2 separate regions of the Mus musculus genome follow, and region 1 is linked to region 2. The links are chromatin contacts, called in public HiChIP or PLAC-seq maps. All regions are on one chromosome and are shown on one strand. Each heading gives the region's core, a stretch centred on a gene start, on an enhancer-like site or on the middle of the called end of the contact. The rest is flanking DNA. Distances are from core to core; before and after follow the strand shown. Region 1 has its middle 26 kb from the start of Zbtb9. Region 2 overlaps Crebrf (CREB3 regulatory factor).

Region 1 (3,515 bases), core at 41-2,540, 250 kb before region 2:
AAGGGCAATGGTCAAGAGTCAGAGAGAGCAGCCTGGATTGGCCAGGCCTAGGAGGTTGCCTGCAGGTGGTGACACCCTTTCCTGTTGTCTGTTCCTGAAGGGGGCGCTGTAGACTTACAGAGATGGAATTGCTTCCCGTCTGTGGCTGCACTGGGCTAGGTGTACACTCATTGTTGTCTTCCCTGGGTAGCCGAACCCACCTTGGAGCGAAAGACACAGGCCTTGTTGAATGCAGGGTGTCTGTGCGGTCCATCCTGCAATTTTACACTTAGAGACACAGATGTGTGGTGTGCTTTGGGGAATGGTGGGTTGAGGCCACCTCAGGCTAAAGAAGAAAGGTCTTGGGAAGAGGACTTCAGCCAGAGTTGGCCAGGTTTCCATTTGCAGTTCTATTTGAAACCAAGGTTGGGGGCACAGGGGAAGACAGGGCACGCGGGAGGAGAGGCTGCCTTTCCAGGCTGGCTTGAAAGCTACACACAGCTTTTTGTTTTGTTTTCTGAGACAGGGTGGCTACCCTAGAACAGGCCACGTGTACTGGGCTAGCATCGAACTTGTAGCACTCCTGTTTCTGACCGCTCGGATTACAGTTGTGTGCGCCGTCACACCCAGCCTTACCAGTGGCCTATAACATCCCAACTCTCGTATGAATGAGTGAGGATGGAGTGAGCCATTTCTGCTGGTCTTTGTGTGGCTACCCCAGCATATATGTGGTCCATTTGCCCCTTCTCTGGGTCAGGCTGATCTTGAAATCCAGAGTGCGGGGAGAAAGGAAAGGGATGGAAGCCCTCCACTGTCTCAGGAGAGCAGGAGAGGTTGAAGCATGGGGGCAGGGGAAATGGAGGTAGAGAGTCTTACTTAAAAATAAAGCCTTCATAAGACCCTCCTCTTAAGCAAAGGCTGGGGGAGGGGGGATCCTCAACAGTCAAGTGTGGGCAGGATGGCACAGCACTGCCTTCCAAATTGCCAGGAATAAGGCAGCAAGCCCGGAGGGGGGAGGTTTATGAGCCTTGAAACCCCGTGAGAGGTGAGAGAGAACACCATAATATCCAGAATTGCTAGAAAGCCACAGACTCCTCCTCTGAAGTGCCAAAAATAGTAAGTAGAAAGTGAAATTAATAGCGCCGGGAACAACAGGGAGAATGGGGCCCGCGAGCACGCGCATGCGCGGATCTGTAGAGGTAGACAGTCACATTCCCTTGGAATGCCTCAGGAGCCAGGTGCTGAGCAGGGTGAGTTGAGCTTGCCATTTCCGCTCATCCCCGTCACAACCCGAGGAGGTGGGTCCTGCCTGCTGTCTTGTCTTCACAGTCAGGAAGTTCTCGGAGTCACTCATGAACAGGGGTAAGGGAGAAGAATGCACAAATGCTGCTGGTGAAGATGGCTTGTCATAAAGCCTGACAGACTGAGTTTGGTCCTCTGGATCCATGGGGTGGAAGGAGAGAACCGACTCCTGAGAGATGTCCTCTGACCTGTACAGACGCTCTGTCTCATGAACACGCACACACAGAGACAGAGAGATGATAAAAAATGTAGTAAGAGCCTGTTGTGGTGGCACACGCTGGTAGGATTTGCTGAAGGAGGCAGAGGGAGGAGGATCATGAGTTCAAGGCTAGCCTGGGTTACACATTTGGGCTGGAGAGATGGCTCAATGGCTAAGAGCACTGGCTGCCCTTCCAGAGGTCCTGAGTTCAAATCCTAGCAACCACATGGTAGCTTATAGCCATCTGTAATGGGACCCAATGCCCTCTTCTGGTGTGTCTGAAGATAGCAACAGTGTACTCACAGACATGAAATTAATTTTTTTTAATGTAGTAAAAATTAAAAGAGAGGGGCTGAAGAGATGGCTCAGTGGCTAAGAGCCGCTACTGCTTTCCTGGAGTGCTCAAATCTGCTTCCTAGCACCCCTGGGTGGCTCACGAGTCCCTGTCACTCTAGCTTTAGGGATCAAACACCCTCCTCTGGTCTCCTCACACACATGTACACACATGTGCATGCACATGTTCTTTTTTCTTTAACCAAATGAGAGAAGGGATTTGATTGTTTCCCGCTACCCACACAGCTCCTGACTCTGTGCCCACTCACCCACCGGAGTCCTTCCGATCAATCTTAAGTCATTCACCTGCTTGTGCCCGTGCTGTAACAAGCTAAACGCAGAGGGGACCCTCTGCTTCAGCACCCAAGTGCTGAGGTGACAGGCATGCACTTGCTCCCATTCTAGCCTTACCTTTCCAAGCTGCGGACTTAGTTATTTCATGTCTGTGCGTACACTGTCACTGTCTTCAGACACACCAGAAGAGGGCATCAGATCCCATTACAGATGGTTGTGATCCACCATGTGGTTGCTGGGAATTGAACTCAGGACCTCTGGAAAAGCAGCCAGTGCTCTTAACCACTTGGACATCTCTCCAGCCCTTCCCTGGATTTTTTTTATTTATTTATTTATTTATTTATTTATTTATTTATTATTTGTTTGTTTGTTTGTTTTTTCGAGACAGGGTTTCTCTGTATAGCCCTGGCTGTCCTGGAACTCATTCTGTAGACCAGGCTGGCCTCGAACTCAGAAATCTGCCTGCCTCTGCCTCCCGAGTGTTGGGATTAAAGGTGTGCACCACCACTGCCCGGCTCCCCTGGACTTTTTTACCCAAGTTCTTACTGTGTCACCCAGGCTGACCTGGAACTCAAATTCTTTTCCCCTTAGCCTCTTGTTACCAAAGGGTTACAGGCATACAGCAATCTTGCGGGAAATATTACAAGAACTCCAAGTTCCCGCGCTACACCCTGCTACTCTCAAGCCTGGCCAGCTCTTATCTCAGGGAGACTGATTCAGAGCTCCAAAATCTCTCCACCCAGCACGCTAAATTCCCACTGGCGGGTCGATACCACACCAGCCCCGTGCTTCAGATCCCCCACGGCCTCTGTGGCAAACCACACAGACAAACCCACGCTTTGACGACGTATCTTTCTCGTTTGAACAAGCCACAGTGTGAAGGAAAACAACACAAACTTAGTTAAGAAATGATGGGGCTGGTGAGATGGCTCAGTGAGTTAGAGCACCCGACAGCTCTTCCGAAGGTCCAGAGTTCAAATCCCAGCAACCACATGGTGGCTCACAACCATCCGTAAGGAGATCTGACTCCCTCTTCTGGAGTGTCTGAAGTCAGCTACAGTGTACTTACATATAATAAATAAATAAATCTTTAAAAAAGAAAAAGAAATGATGGAAACTCAATCACTGGGTGCAATAACTGGAATCCTAATCTTGTAAGCCATATTAAATCTAAATCCCCCAGTAGCAAATCCTGATGGATCCGCCACCGAAACCCGTAGACACTTGTAGCTACATCTTGTCCTGTCGCTATCCCTGTCCAAAAAGGACCCTCTCTCTCTCCTCTTCCTCTCTTCCCCTATCCAACCCGGAAGTTCTTCCTACTTGCCCAGTGATTGGCTCCTTTATTCATTAGGGGGTGGTTTACAAGAAGTCACCGGAGTAAGGGACTCACTCCTCATTCTCAACC
Region 2 (3,495 bases), core at 747-3,246:
AGGATGGACCATGTAGAGACTGCCATATCCAGGGATCCACCCCATAATCAGCATCCAAACGCTGACACCATTGCATATACTAGCAAGATTTTATCGAAAGGACCCAGATGTAGCTGTCTCTTGTGAGACTATGCCGGGGCCTAGCAAACACAGAAGTGGATGCTCACAGTCAGCTAATGGATGGATCACAGGGCTCCCAATGGAGGAGCTAGAGAAAGTACCCAAGGAGCTAAAGGGATCTTCAACCCTATAGGTGGAACAACATTATGAACTAACCAGTACCCCTGAGCTCTTGACTCTAGCTGCATATGTATCAAAAGATGGCCTAGTCGGCCATCACTGGAAAGAGAGGACCATTGGACACGCAGACTTTGTGTGCCCCGGTACAGGGGAACGCCAGGGCCAAAGGGGGGGAGTGGGTGGGTAGGGGAGTGGGGGTGGGTGGGTAAGGGGGACTTTTGGTATAGCATTGGAAATGTAAATGAGCTAAATACCTAATAAAAAATGGGAAAAAAAAAAAAAAAAGAATCAAAAAAAAAAAAAAAAAAAAAAGAGTTTAACAGACATCTGGACAAGCAGGAAGGACCATTGAGAATTGAGGTTGCGAGCAGCAATCAGGGGAGACTGCATTCAGACACTATACCCCATCAAGCTCTTCCCTTTATATTTAATACCCAGTACCAATTAACCACATCAGTCTATCCTCTTCTCCCTTTACCCTTACTCCTCTGGTCCCCTTTCAATTTTCTTTTCTCCTAAGCTTATACTCTTTGCCTTCTCACATTTCATTTGATAGGTTTTCCCAAAAATTACAGGCTAGCCTGATTTGTACGGTTTACTTATCTCATCCTGCCGGGTCCTGGGAATCTTTTAGAGTATTCTGTTGCACTTCTTTCCATCCTTTTGTTTTTTCATTCTCCATTAGGCAGACTGCCTCACTGTGTCCCTATTTCGCCTTCTCTCTTTATTTTTTTCTTCCTCTATTTTTTCTTCCTCTCTTTTTCCCGATACTAACCACAAATTCTTTTTTTCCCATTTCTACTCATCTGACAGGAACTGACACCTTAGTCTATCATGCTACTAGTGTTCCTTTATTTCCTGAAATAATTAGAGCTTAGGGGATGATTGTTACGTAACCATGACTGTAAATTCATACCAGGCCTATATTTTGCTAGTGATTTTTTTCTGTAGACAACATTTTAAGTCCTGGAGACTTAACTAGTGCACGAAGCACCAGTATAGCAGAGCAAAATGGCATCTCAATCCTATTACATCTGAGTCTCTCTTAAATGTTCTAAACATTTCTAATAGAAGAGTAAGAATGATAAAAATACTCAATCAACCTAATTCCAGATGCATAAATCCCTATGCAAAAATATAAAAACAACAAACAAAAAAAGGCAACATGGTTCCTCCAACATTTACCAGATAGTAATATTCTCCAATGACAATGAATTAGATGAAATTCCAGACAACAATTATATTTAAAGAAACAAAAAGGACATAAACCAAATTCTGAATGAATTTCAAGAGAATATAAACAGCTAAGAAGAAGGAGGAAGAGGAGGAGGAGGAGGAGGAGGAGGAGGAGGAGGGAAGGAAGAAGAGAAGAGAAGAGAAGAGAAGAGAAGAGAAAAAAGAAAAGAAAAAAGAGAAGAGAAGAGAAGAGAAGAGAAGAGAAGAGAAGAGAAGAGAAGAGAAGAGAAAAGAAGTCAGCACTGGACACAGTGCTGGCTAGTTTTTAAATGATAAAATCAGACTAAAAAGATTTGTGACCACCTAACCAGCTCTACAGAAGATATTTGAAGGAATGCTCTGAGCTAAAGAGAAAGATCTATCCCATGAAGGGATCGCTCTATCTTATAAGGACACATATGTTTTATCTCATTTTGACTTCCTAGATTTTACATAGATGAAATCATCTATAATATGGAAGTACAAGTGCCATCAGGGGAAAAGAGGAACTACATCGGAAGGAAGTGCAGAGGAAAGGGAGAGCAGTAGCAGGGCAGCGTCCCACCCTTCCTTCCTTCCTAATGTTCTGACCCTTTAATACAGTTCCTCATGTTGTGGTGACCTCCAACCACAAAATTATTTTGTTGCTATTTCATAACCATAATTTTGCTACTGTCATGAATCATAATGTAAATCTATGAAATGCAGGATATTGGATATGGGACCCCAAAGGAGTCATGACCCACCGGTTGAAAACGGGTGTAGTAGGGTATGAAGAGGATGTACTCAGTATATATTCGTGTGTGTGTGTGTGTGTGTGTGTGTGTGTGTGTGTGAGAGAGAGAGAGAGAGAGAGAGAGAGAGAGAGAGAGAGAGAATGAATGATGAATATCAAAGAACTAAAGACAAAGATTGGAAGTGTACCAACAGTGGTAGAATACTTTCCTAGCATATGCAAGTCCCAAGATTTGTTGCCAGCACTTCAAAATTATATGCTGACAGTCAAAAACCAACAATAAATCCTTACTTATCAATAATTAATGATACTACAAAGTAAAGTAAAGTGTGATAGGGAAATGCCTCTCATCCAGTACTTGGGTGGATGAGGCAGGTGGACACAAGTTCAATGCCAGGCTAAAGTACATAGCATACTTCAGACAAGAGAAACAATTAAGGGCAAATGAGAGGGGAAGGTGATCCATGATAGTGTGTGCTAGACTTAAGAGTGGACTTTAAGCAGCAAGCTCTCACTAAAGAGAAAGAAAAGCTGTGTATGTTGATAAATGGGGGTTATTTCATCAAGAAGAACTTTTAAATATACCCACATCAAAACACCTAACTATATAAAGCAAATAATAACATTACTGACAAGAAGAAATGCTTAATCTAGTGGTGAGGAACTTAACTACTACTTGTCTTCCATAATGGATGGATCAAAAAGAGTATCCTCTAAGAGGGTACTCCCCCACCCATCCACAAACTCCTGCCTAACCATCCTCTACGATCCTCCTTCACTGGGGAAAGTAACTTAAAACAGGACCATCTATCTATCCTATCTATCCACAAATACAAACCTACAAAAGATACTAAAAGGAAAATTCCAACCCAAGGAGGTTAATTTAACAATGCCCAAGAAAACACAGGAAATAAATAATTTGACACAAGCAAAACCAAAAGAAGGGATGTAAGACATACACAAACAGCCGGACAGTGGTGGCACACACCTTTAATCTCAGCACTTGTGAGGCAGAGGCAGGTGGATTTCTTGAGTTTGAGGCCAGCCTGGTCTACAGAGTGAGTTCCAGGACAGCCAGGGCTACACAGAGAAACCCTGTCTTGAAAAGCCAAAACACACACACACACACACACACACACACACACACACACACTCACATCACCAACATTAAAATAACAGGAAAAAGCAAGACATAGCAGACTTGAACAACACTGAAAACAAGATGGACAAACATAGAAGCTTCCATCCTATAGCAGTGAACTTCAGATTCATTTAGAGAATAAACAATTATCTAGGACAGATTG

The links. HiChIP or PLAC-seq counts read pairs in DNA pulled down with a chosen protein or histone mark.
Region 1: a contact with region 2 is called in an H3K4me3 HiChIP or PLAC-seq map of bone marrow-derived macrophages, with 5 times the contacts expected there. The contact joins two enhancer-like sites. A contact is called at or near these places in 2 of 115 datasets of contacts at active chromatin or transcription factors (bone marrow-derived macrophages and memory CD8 T cells).

What each region holds. Positions count from the first base shown.
Region 1 is chr17:26,997,901-27,001,415 of GRCm38.p6, reverse strand. No RefSeq gene overlaps it. Among named protein-coding and RNA genes, the nearest start is that of Zbtb9, 26 kb to the right of the region's middle. Within about 2 kb of position 1,290, at least 40 of the 459 cell types and tissues checked have an H3K27ac peak or open chromatin away from gene starts, as enhancers often do. A contact at or near this core is called in bone marrow-derived macrophages, where this site is marked.
Region 2 is chr17:26,748,667-26,752,161 of GRCm38.p6, reverse strand. The region is part of intron 4 of Crebrf (CREB3 regulatory factor); the gene reads right to left. Among named protein-coding and RNA genes, the nearest start is that of Bnip1, 31 kb to the left of the region's middle. Within about 2 kb of position 1,996, at least 6 of the 459 cell types and tissues checked have an H3K27ac peak or open chromatin away from gene starts, as enhancers often do. A contact at or near this core is called in bone marrow-derived macrophages, where this site is marked.